Linked DNA regions of Mus musculus: all the other regions are linked to region 3. A link is a contact called in public HiChIP or PLAC-seq data. All regions are on one chromosome and are shown on one strand. The core of a region is the stretch at or near the end of the contact, and the rest is flanking DNA. Distances in the headings are between cores, read along the strand shown.

Region 1 (3,689 bases), core at 9-2,508, 540 kb after region 3:
AAAGATACTTGAACATACTTAATTACTCCGAGACCCATCAGAGACTCCAGGTGCCCTCAGCTTTTATGAAATCTGGTGTCTATGTGAGTGCCTGGCACCGTGAAACTGGGAAACCGCCAGGGTGAAGTACTGCGTGGGTTAAGGTTCCCACCAGAAGGGTTTTTTGTTTTTTTTTTTAAATTGTTTAAGTGTGTGTGTGTGTGTGTGTGTGTGTGTGTGTGTATGTGTGTGTGTGTGTGAGAGAGAGAGAGAGAGAGAGAGAGAGAGAGAGAGCGCGTGAGAGCGAGCCCGAGCACACATGTGTGAGGGAGGGAGCTGGATTTACAGGTGATCGAGAGCTACCCACTGTGGGTGTTGGGAACTGACCTTGGTTTTGCTGGAGGAACCATGAGTGCTCTTAACCTCTGAGCCATTGCTCACTGATGCTGATGATGTCAGGAGGGGGGTTCCTGGATATGCAGGAGCCTTCTTCTTTTCCAGGTCCTTAGTTTTATCTGTGAGGCTCAGGGCGTGCCTCTTACATCCCTGGTACTCAGTCTTAGCTATTTTCTCAGGTTAAGCATCTGAGACCACTCTCTAGATTTCAACTCTGTTCCCTGCTTTGAGATCCTTCTGAAAACTTAGAAACTGTCCTCTTTCAAAGAGCCAGGCTGTGGCATTAAACACCTTTGTATAGGTCACTTCTTGGGGCAAGAGAGAGAGCAAGTGTGAGGAAGGAATTCTAAGCTTAGAGTACAGCCAGCAGAGGTCGAGTCAGGACCCCAGAGCTGTTTGCCACTGAGGAAAGTTAACAGGGCCTTTAGCTCCAGTCATCCTTTCTGCACGTTCTAGCGTGCCCGCGTCTCCACGTTTGACATGAAACCACAGCACCCACAAGTAATGTAGCTAGTTCGAACTCTGAACTGTTAAACAGGACCAGCTTCAAGCCTGCAGGGAGACTTAGAGATTATCTACTCCTCTTGCTGCCTTGCTACCAAGCCCTGGATGGTGCCTGTCAGAGCTCACCAGGAGGGTCCACCCGGCTCCCTGCCCCGCCCCGCCTTACACTGGATTCTTGGAGTCACATCCCCCTCCCCCCCAGGGGTGTTGGTTGTCAATCTCAGCAAACACTGATACCTGTTGACAGGGAGTGTTTTGAAGGACTTGAGATTGTTAATTTTCTGAATTGTTGAGTTCTGGCTTCCTAGCTGAGGCAGTGACCTGTATTGACGTGTTTCTGATCAAATGCCAGTCAGTTTTGTGACTTCGAGTTTGTTCCCAGTGAATAAAGCTACAGTTGTGCCCCCCTCCCCCTTTCTTTTTCTTTGGGTGAGCTGGAGGCCTCTGGTGGCTGTTCAAGTGTCAGGCTTAGTGAGTGCTGCCAGGGCCCTAGCCCTGGCCTGTTTACTGGGGGTTTTCTCCTGGATTTGCTGCGTAAAAGGGAAGGCATTCTCGCTGATCCATTGCCCAGTGAGAGTCCCTTGGGCTCTGTAGGTACACTTGTTTTCTTCCCAGGGAGTTCTGCTTTGGCAGTAGGCTCAACCTCAACATGAATGTTTGAACACACCCAAACGTTGGTGAGAACTGCCTCAGATAACAGAGAATGGAGGCCTGGCACATTATACCCACCGAGTTAGCTGCGCCACCTTCTTTGTTTGTTTTAATTCTTTTGGTATGTTTTTGAAATTGAAAAAAGCTTGGCCTAGCAGAGAGGATGTGGGATCCTGTGGGATCCTTGTCCCAGACGGCTTGGAACATGGGACCCTGCTGGATTACTGTTTGGCTAGGCCCCTGGAGAAGGGAGGAACCTTTGAGATTGCATCTCGGTCACCCCAAGCAAGGCATTTAACACTGGTACCACCTCTCAGGCCCCACCTTGGAGATTTGGTTCTGAGGTGGGTTGGGAAAGTTGGTTGTCTGGTGTTTCAAGGTGCTTAGCTGGTCCTGGAACCAGGGAGGGGCCTTTCAGGGTTTTTTTGTTGTTGTTGGTCAGTTTGTTTTGAGAGGGCCTCAAATAGGCAAGCCTTGAACTTGATATTCATCTTTGGGTGACCTTGAACTCCTGACCCTCCTGCTTCCGCCTCCTTTGCTGGTATTATAGGCATGGGTTTTGTTCTTTTTCCTAAGTGTTCAGATTTCATCAAGAATCTTTTTCTCTCAATTAAGTCTGTTTTATCTCTCAAAGTGCTTCAACAGACAGGTTAAATTTGTTTTTGTTTAATCATGGGCATTTTTAGCCAGCCAAAGTAGATAGAATAATATGAATTTGGGCTCCTGTCACCCCACGATCCATGTCTAGAGCTAGGGTTTAAAGGGAATTGTCTGGTTTCGTTCATTCATTTTTTTTTCCCTGTCACTGTTGCTACTTGGAAGAAAATTCAGATCGTGAGTCACTTTATTTCAACATACTTGAGAGTGTAGGAGAATAATCCATAATTTGCCATGCAGCTACAATGCCAGTGTGTCTGTTTGTACCTCATGCCTCCGACTCCCCCCCAACATTAGAAAGGCTTAGATGTCATCTGAGCCAAGTATTCAAATATCCAAGATTGTTAGATGTTTCAATTAGGACCCCCAACATGGCTTATGCAGGGTTGTGGGGTCTCTCACAGGCTTTGCTTGTTTGAGTATATTGCACTTTTTTTTTTCTTTTGAGTTATGGTTTCTCTGTGTAGCCTTGGTAGTACTGGTCCTAGCTTTGTAGACCAGGTTGGCATGGTCTTGGGGATCCTCCTGCCTCTGCCTCTTTGAGTGCTGGATTAAAGGCTTGCACCACTGCCACTACCTGGCTCTCTTTCTCTTTTTTAAAGACACCCAGCACTTGGGTCTTCAGAGTACTTTACACCCTGCTTGCTTCCTTGTGATGTCCCTGAGTTTGTCTCCATCCCCCAGAAGGGAAGTGAGCTCAGGGGTCCTCTGCTGCCTTCCAGGCCCCTTCCCTGGGAACTGAGTGTAGAGGGAGGGGCTGCGCTCCTGAATCCCTAAGCCTGCTCAGCTTGCCTTGGGGATGCTGTGGTCCAGCCTGGTTCACAGGGGTCAGCTGCTCCCCGTCCTGTGAACTTCACAACTGTCTTTCATGTTACCAGGTTATCAGTGGCTGCTCTTTGCTGAGATCAATCAAGGTCATTTTTTTTTTTTTTTAAAGTCTAAGATCTTTTTTTTTTTTTCTCCTAGATACAAGTGTCTGGATTTGTATTTAGCATGTACTGACTTCTCTGGGGACTTGCAAATGAGAAGTAAGACAATGCAGTTAATTTTTATAGATAGATTAATGGAGCAGGTATGTGTGCTTTGCTTTCCCGGCTTTTTATTTATTTCCCTTCTTGCCACTTTAACAAAGAAATCTTATTGTCAGCAGAAGGTTTAGAAAGGAAACAGTGCACAGAGTGTACTTACCATATACAAGGCTGACAGCTTTGAATACAGCTTTGGCCTGTAGAGGTGGCTCCGTGGTTTAGCCAGTCCAGGACTGAGTCCGGAGCAGGACTCCGAGACTGGTGTTAGTGGTTAGCAGTAACCGGCCATCTTTTTGTAGAAGCAGGCGTTGGAAGTGGTTCAGTGCGGTTGGGCCTTGGGGTCTTCGGTGTCTGAGGCACTGTTGACCCACAGCCTGAATTCAGTGGCAGCATGTCACGTGCTGATGAACACCATGTTGCTCTTGAGATTTTGTTTGCTTAGGTTTTTTTTCCCCCTTCCTTTTCTTTTTCTTT
Region 2 (3,730 bases), core at 712-3,211, 520 kb after region 3:
TGCAGGCATAACTACTGGCACGGTGCCTGGCCTTCAGGGCCCCCCAGAGAGCTGTCTAGTAAGAGATCTGTGCTGTGTGTGCTCTGTGAGCCTTTGGATGGCATCCTTGAAGGCTTGCTCTTCATTGTCTTGACTGCTGTTGTTCTGAAGCCCTGAATGTCTTCAGGCAAAATTGACATCACTTGTGGTCCACCCCAGGGAAAGTAGGAGCAGGGTGGTGTTTAGACTGTCTATGGACATGCCAGGTTTCTCACCAATAATGAGAGAGGTGTACTGTGCCTGTCAGACACGCTGCCAGGAGGGACGGAAAGCAGTGTTTTGTCCACACCCTTCCGCATAGAACTGTGGAGCACCTGATCCTACAGCAGGACTGTTCCAGAGTTTTATATTTATTTGCTTGATCTGGATGTTTGCATTGTGATGTTAGATTTTTCAAAACCTTACACCGTGGGCCAACAAGACGGCTCATCTGCCCTAAAGATGCTTGCTCCCGGTTGCTGCGAGCTGAGTTTGGTTCCCGGGGCCCATGTGGTGGAAGAAGAGAAACAACCGACGTGTGCACGCTGTCCTCTCACCTCCACCGTGTCCTCATCCACAGCCACACGCAGACGCCTGAATTGATAAATGTCATGAGACAAAACCACTTATCTATGAGAATGCAAAATGTTAAAGCAACAGAAATCATAGTTTAGTGCACACGTGGGGACAAAGCTTCTGGCCAGTTTCAGTACGAATTTATAAGTGTTCCGCAAGCTGAGCAGGTCGGTGCACGCATTCAGTCCCAATGCTGGAGAAGCAGAGGCAGCTGGAGCTCTGTGAGTTTCAAGGCCAGCCTGGTCTACGTAGTGAGACATAGTGATATCCCACCTCAAAAAAACCTAAACTAAAGTAAAACAACAACAACAACAAAACTTTTCCAAGAAGTAAAATTGACCAAAAACAAAAGAAGAGAAATCCAAAAGCAACTTCCAGGACTCTGGTGGAGAGGCCTTTAAGTTTGTTTGATCTGGAGATGTGAATGTGACTGAAAGCCTGAGGGACACAGGAAAGCCCCCAGAGGGCTGTGGGTAGGACGCAGTGACCTTTGCTATCAATATTGCAGGACTCCCCCATTCTACATTTTTTTTTTAAATGTATTTTTTCTACACTAAAAAAATATGTTTTGTGTCTTAGGCAACAGAAGCGGTGGACAAAGCTTTCATTTAGATCATGCAAGAAACTGAAAATGTGGAAGATTTTCCTTAGAAGAGGGGGTATGGGGGGGGGCAGAGTAAAGTGGAGTCTCCCGACTGCTGCTTCATCCCAGCCATCCCTGCAGTGAGCCCCAGCATCCCTGCAGCGAGCCAGCACTCTGCAGTGTCTAACTTTCCACTTTCACTTTTGATTAGTTAGGGCCCCCATCTGCTGTTATTTGGATATGAGTCTTTTCTGTGACTTATTTTCCAAGGATCCGAAGCAGTTTAAAAATACATAATGTTCAGCGATCTAACCATGTTGTAATGTTAAGTACTTGTTTGGGGACTTAAAACTAAATCCGTCAAACAGATTTGAAACCTTTACAGTGTCTTAAAAAATGATAGCCGGTGAGCAAAAAAGAAAGAGGGGACCACGTAAGCTGTGATCGCCACGCTTTTAGCAGCCACACTAGCAGCAAGCAGTTCGGTTTGCAAAAACAGAAGAGTGACAATTCTTTATTTAATGTTAAACAGGAAACTGAAAGCAATCTGCAGCACCAGGGTGCGTTTTCAAGGAACCTGCTATTTATCAGTGCTGGAAAAAGCCGGCAGACATTTCTTCTATTTGCTTAAGATGATAATGTCTTCGTGAAAATCTTAACCCAAACGTGACCGCCAGAAACAGGGTCTGTTGTATCCGCTGGTTTTGAGGCAACCGGTTCCCCCCAGAACCAAAGGAAATGTAGAAGCAAATTGCAGAGCTCTCAGAGAGTTGGAGAGTTGGGCAGGCACTCATGTTTTGCCCGTGTGTGGGGCTGTCACTTAGCCAGCATGTGTGGGTATGAATATTCTTTCTGAAGACCTGGGCTTCATTTTTAAGGTCAGCCTTCAATTTCGAGAGAATATAATTTGCTGTTATTTTTAGGGCTTTCATGATTGCTCGTAATAACTAATGAAAAAAAAAACAGCAGAGAAATAAATGTGTAACAGCTGTGTCTGCTTAACTTGATTAAAGGCAGTTAAAAAAAAAAGTAAACAGAAGACTAATGTGACAATAGGCAACGGGGACAAGTATCTCTGTCATTGTGAGAAGTCTTACAGACATAACTTGCCTCGAGTCGGAAGGCCGGCCGGGTCTGTGTTTAAAGTTTACTTTACTGTTTGTCTAGTGTGGGATCAGTGTTGGAGTGAATAATTTATAGCCAGCATGAATGAGCTCATTAGTCACCTTTTCAGACTTTAAATGAGTTTTGTGGTTGTCATTACTCGGGCCTTCTGTTCAGCCGCCGAGCAAAATGACAGCTTGGCAGTTGGCTGCCTTGTTGTGGGGGCCGCCTGTTCCCCTTCAGGTCTGTGCTGGCTTTTGTGTTTCATTGAGACCTTGCTTTTCTTGCCCTGTGGCTGGGCCAGGAACACTCACTTTTCAGTCTTATATACTTGAAGGCTCAAAGAGACATTTTGGAGGAAGTTTAAAACAAAACAAAACAAAACAAACGTTTTGGTGGTATCTGCCAGTGAAATGGATGGGCGCTTGCTCTCCCTCTCCCTCTCCCTCTCCCTCTCCCTCTCCCTCTCCCTCTCCCTCTCCCTCTCCCTCTCCCTCTCCCTCTCCCTCTCCCTCTCCCTCTCCCTCTCCCTCTCCCTCTCCCTCTCCCTCTCCCTCTCCCTCTCCCTCTCCTTCTCTCTCTCTCTCTCTCTCTCTCTCTCTCTCTCTCTCTCTCTGTGTGTGTGTGTGTGTGTAGGCCAGAAGTCAACATCAGGTGATGGCCACTGAAACGCTGTGCTCATCAGAGAGAATAGCAAAGGCGCCCACGAATGCCTGTCTACTCAGGGTTTCTACTGCTGCAGTAAAACATCATGGCCCAAAAACAAGTTGGGAAGGACAGGGTTTATATGGCTTACACTTCCAGTTCACAATCTATCATTGGAAGAAGTCAGGGCAGGAACTCGAGCAGGGCTGGAACCTGGAGGCAGGAGCTGATGCAGAGGCCATGGAGGAGGGCTGCTCTCTGGCTTGCTTCCCCTGGCTTGCTCAGTCCACCTTTCATAGAATCTAGGACCACCAGCCCAGGAATGGCACCACCCACAATGGGCTGGGCCTCCCCCATTAGTCACTAATTGGTAAAATGACTTGCAGGTGGCGGATCATATGGAGGCATTTTCTCAATTGAGGATACTTCCTCTCTGTTAACTTTAGCTTGTGTCAAATTGGCACACAAACGTAGCTAATACAACACCTGAAGAGGGAGGGTCGACCTGACTGCATGTCTTGGTAGAATTGGGAGATAGGAGGATGGAGAGATGGATATAGTAGACTATACTGTTTGCAAATGAAGTGATTGAAATTTCTGAGGCCACTGTGCCACAAATTATCCATGTCTGTCAAAGCAATTGCAGTCTATTTGACATTTGGTATCTGGTTTATTTATTTACTTTAAAGATTAATATATTTAATGTATATGTATGGGATTATTTCGTTTGTGGACTTTTTGGTTTATGGTTTTTTTTCTGAGATAAGGCCTCAGTTTCTTGATCTCTCTCTGTCCTGGAATTAT
Region 3 (3,882 bases), core at 945-3,444:
TGGATCACCTGGCTCTCTTGTTTGAAAGCCTTAAGTGATCCCTAACCAGAAAGTCTAAAATCTGTTGCTTACCTCCAAAGCTGGTCCCAACAACTTTCTAGGTTCTTCCCCACTCCTTCCTATACGATGCTCTGTGCCAGCTCATTTCCTCCCCGCCTCCATGACTCAGGACCTTCCTCTACCTAAACCATCGCTGAAGCCTATTTCATTCATCAGAGTAACAAAAGACCCGAGACAACTGACTTACAGAGAGAAACACTATTTGGCTCCCACTTCGGGGGGTCTTACTCACCACTGCTGCCCGACAGGTTTTTTGTGTGTCGTGCCTCTGTTCATGTATTCAACAAGTTGTCTACTGGGTATGTGTTCTGTGCCAGGCTTTGTTGGGGTATGATGACAAGAACTTCAGAGCTCTCCTAAAAACACCTCTGCATGCTCATTCAGTGCCTATTTTCTAGTCACATCCTGGCAGCTGACATTTCTTGAGTATTTGAAATTCCCTGGCTTCTAAACACCCAGTCTGTTCATACCAAAGTCAGCCACATCATGCAAGAGCAAATGGCACCCCAGCCTGTCATCTGGTTCTCTTGTCCGACACTGTTAAGTGTCCTATGATTGGTCAGTCTTTTACTCATGTCTTCTGTCATTTGCGAGCACACTACTAGGGGTAGCATGCTGGTTGTATAGGCCTTGGGATGGGATATTGATGGCTGATCTGTGACTACTGATCACTTGATCAGGTGCTGTGTGTGTGTGTTCAGTGTGTGCTTATACTATGGCAGTTAGGTTTGTCCATGGGGTATGGACGGACAGCAGGGAGGAGGGTTAGTGGAGACAGAGCTCACTCTCACAGGGAAACACTGCATGCAGCTTCAGGAGAGGATGTGATGAGTAGTAAGATTTGGCCACGTGTGCCCCAAATGTCCATGAGCTAAAGATTTGGGAGGTGGCCTTGTCTGAGGTCTTTAGGTAATTGGATGCAGGCCCTTGAAGGAGATTCTGAGGCTCTAGTCTCTCTGCTTCCCGCTCTGCTTCCTGGATATGCAGGGCGTGGTTTCGCTGCTCTGCGTACTCACTATTCTGATGTGCTGTTTCCCTGCAGGCCCAGTGACTGCACGGCAGCCTCACTTGCTCGGCAGAGGCCATAAGCTACAGCTACGGCGGAAAACTTTGAGGGGGCGTGGTACTGGAGGTTAAACCGAGGGTCACACATATATAAGGCACTGAACTATATCCCCACCCTTCTTTTCATTTTTTAATTTTGAGACAGGGTTTCACTACATAGCCCAGATTGGCTATGAACCTGTAATCTTCCTGCCTTAGCCCTCCTAAGTAGCTGGGATTACAGACTTGTGTCTGGTTGGGCCAGAAACTAAAATCAAGCTGGGTGGGAAGCCAGGGCACACCTGGTAGTGGGCCTGGAGGGAGATCACTGAGCTCTCGCCCAGTAGCAGCAGGAACAGAAGGGAGGGGGGAGGCTGGGCAGCTGCCGCTTCACCAGGCAAGGGGTCTGTGAGCTCTTCCCAAAGCTTCAGCCCAGCAGTGCCGTTCTCAGAGCAGAGGTCAGTGGGATGACACTGACTAGTCTCCAAGCTCCTGGGGGTAAGGGCCACACCTGTCTTATTTATCATCCATAATCAAGGTTTAAGCACAAAATATCTATGATGGATGATCTGGGCCTGAATTTCAGGTCTCTCTTTCACACTGGATCATTTGGCACATAGTATACATATGCTGTATAAGGCACAGCTAATCTATACGGGCTTTCTCTGGAGGCCAGTCCTTGGTGGGGGACTACATACAGCATTCCATCTCGAGCCAGCGGTATACCTCATGACTAGGAGTGTCAGCACACAAAGGGCCTTCAGGCCCTAGGGGACAGCCTCAAACATTTTCTCACCAGGGATAATGTTTCTGGAGGCTGGCTCACACGGGCATAAACAAAGAAATGCTGTCTTTGCTCTGCTTGTACCAGAATGCAAGAAAGCGAAGGTGGTCTGTGGCCCTGAATCATCTCTAAAGTACAAAGAGAATCACTTGCAGACTGTAGGGCTGATAACATTATTCGTAACAAAGTATGTGAGGCATACCAAAGAATCCTGGTTATCTTGGGAGCACCAGGCAACCAAGTCTACTCAATAGCATCTACAAGTGTTCTTTTGTGTGATCCAATTTGATTTCCTCCCAAAACCACAGACAAAGGAAGGGACAAAAGCCCGGTGTCTCACACTCTAAGTATCAGACAGCAGGGAGGAGAAGAACAGAACAGCACTGCAGGCAAGGAGGATGCCTTTTGTGAGTCTCCGAAAAGCCAACAGCGATTTTGTAGTCAAGCACTTGTCTCGTTTTCTCCGAGTGGCAGCACCAACATTTCTGCTCAATCTCTATCAAACAGGGCCTGTCAGTTGCTAGGCAACCATAACAGTGCTCCAGCCAGTGTTAGTAACCACCTTATTTCTTGCCTCCCACAATGCATAGCTTCCATAATTGTTCTCATCAGGTTTGCCAGCTACACTAAGGCCCAATCTCCTTAGTCAAGGTTTCTTCCTAAAGCCCAGCCTCTTGCTTACTTGATGCTGCAGTGAAAATGTGGTGACTGTATTTGTCGTCATGTACTGGTAATTTCCGTTAACAACAGGATGCTCATCGCACAAGGGATGATTTCATGGTCGGATCAAAACAGATGGAAAGAAAATCTTATTAAGACCATAAAGAACCTGCCATAGAAGCAAACAGCCAGACAAAAGAGAAAATAGCCAGCTAGTGTCAAACTAGCTATAAACTAGACTGCCAGCTTTTAAGTTTCTGAAATACAGATACTTGGTCGAAAGCACTTGTCTTCTGTTTGTTTGATTGCTTGCTTGTTTGATATAGGTTTTCTCTGTGTAGCTCTGCATGTCCTGGCACTAGTTCTGTAGATCAGGCTGGACCTGAACTCAGAGATCTACTTGCCTCTGCCTCCTGATTAAAGGCGTGCAGAAAGTACTTGTCTTGAAGTTGGGTAATTCTTATCGATTATCAAATTAGCCTCAAACTGAGGTTTTTTTTTTTTTTTTTAATGTAGTTTTAGACAAGTCTTTAAAAATGATTTGTGTGTGTGTGTATGAGTGTATGTGTGTGTTTCCAAACATGCTTGTGTGTATGTTATGCATATGCAGAAATTCATGGAAGCAAGAAGACAGTGTTGGATCCCCTAGAACTGGAGTTACTAGCAATTGTGAGCATCTGAGTCAGGTCCTGAGATTTGAGCTCTGGTCCTCTGCTAGTCCCCACAGACAAGTCTTTAAGCCACATACTGAATGTATGTTAATGTGCCATATATGCAAACTAGACAAAGACTTTAGACCTGATTTCATGAATCTAAAGAGGCCTAACAAACTAATATTAAATACATTGTATAGCTTAACGGGCAACATCCTCATAATTTTTCTATCACTATCCTCAGAACATTCTATTAAATCAGATAAAACGCCCATGCTATAAATGTGTTTTCCCCAAATGTAAACAGCAAGGCTAGTAAATGGCACCCAGTTAGGACTCTGATCTTTGCATCTTGTCTCATATTATTTCTTCAAATAATATGGTCAGGTAATATCACATTCTGAGGGTGCTAGGCTTGAACAGGGCATCGTGCTTGAAGCTACTAAGTACCCTGGCGGCTAATGGTAATGGTTTCAAGTTGGAGAGTATAGTGGCTAAGGCGCAGAAAGAGGGCTAGTGGGCACTCTGCCTATACCCTTTTATTGTGTATTCTTCACATTAACAACGTGAAGAAGGAAGTAGTTTTTAAAGGGTTCTTATTCAAATCCAGTGATATACCACACAATGGCATTTCGCATACATAAAGACATCATGTATGATGGTGACCCATAATAATATACT

What was found. HiChIP or PLAC-seq counts read pairs in DNA pulled down with a chosen protein or histone mark.
Region 1: a contact with region 3 is called in an H3K27ac HiChIP or PLAC-seq map of extraembryonic endoderm stem cells, with 5 times the contacts expected there. The contact joins two enhancer-like sites. A contact is called at or near these places in 7 of 115 datasets of contacts at active chromatin or transcription factors (bone marrow-derived macrophages, double positive thymocytes, embryonic basal ganglia and 4 more) and 1 of 9 other capture datasets (adipose tissue).
Region 2: an H3K4me3 HiChIP or PLAC-seq map of embryonic basal ganglia shows a contact between it and region 3, with 3 times the contacts expected there. The contact joins two enhancer-like sites. A contact is called at or near these places in 7 of 115 datasets of contacts at active chromatin or transcription factors (bone marrow-derived macrophages, double positive thymocytes, embryonic basal ganglia and 4 more).

Annotation. Positions count from the first base shown.
Region 1 is chr12:99,383,955-99,387,643 of GRCm38.p6, reverse strand. All of the region lies in intron 2 of Foxn3 (forkhead box N3), which reads left to right. Among named protein-coding and RNA genes, the nearest start is that of Gm51999, 6.4 kb to the left of the region's middle. Within about 2 kb of position 1,258, at least 52 of the 459 cell types and tissues checked have an H3K27ac peak or open chromatin away from gene starts, as enhancers often do. A contact at or near this core is called in extraembryonic endoderm stem cells, where this site is marked.
Region 2 is chr12:99,405,147-99,408,876 of GRCm38.p6, reverse strand. The region is part of intron 1 of Foxn3 (forkhead box N3); the gene reads left to right. Among named protein-coding and RNA genes, the nearest start is that of Gm51999, 15 kb to the right of the region's middle. Within about 2 kb of position 1,961, at least 152 of the 459 cell types and tissues checked have an H3K27ac peak or open chromatin away from gene starts, as enhancers often do. A contact at or near this core is called in embryonic basal ganglia and embryonic forebrain, where this site is marked.
Region 3 is chr12:99,921,818-99,925,699 of GRCm38.p6, reverse strand. All of the region lies in intron 13 of Tdp1 (tyrosyl-DNA phosphodiesterase 1), which reads right to left. Among named protein-coding and RNA genes, the nearest start is that of Tdp1, 39 kb to the right of the region's middle. Within about 2 kb of position 2,194, at least 60 of the 459 cell types and tissues checked have an H3K27ac peak or open chromatin away from gene starts, as enhancers often do. A contact at or near this core is called in embryonic basal ganglia, embryonic forebrain and extraembryonic endoderm stem cells, where this site is marked.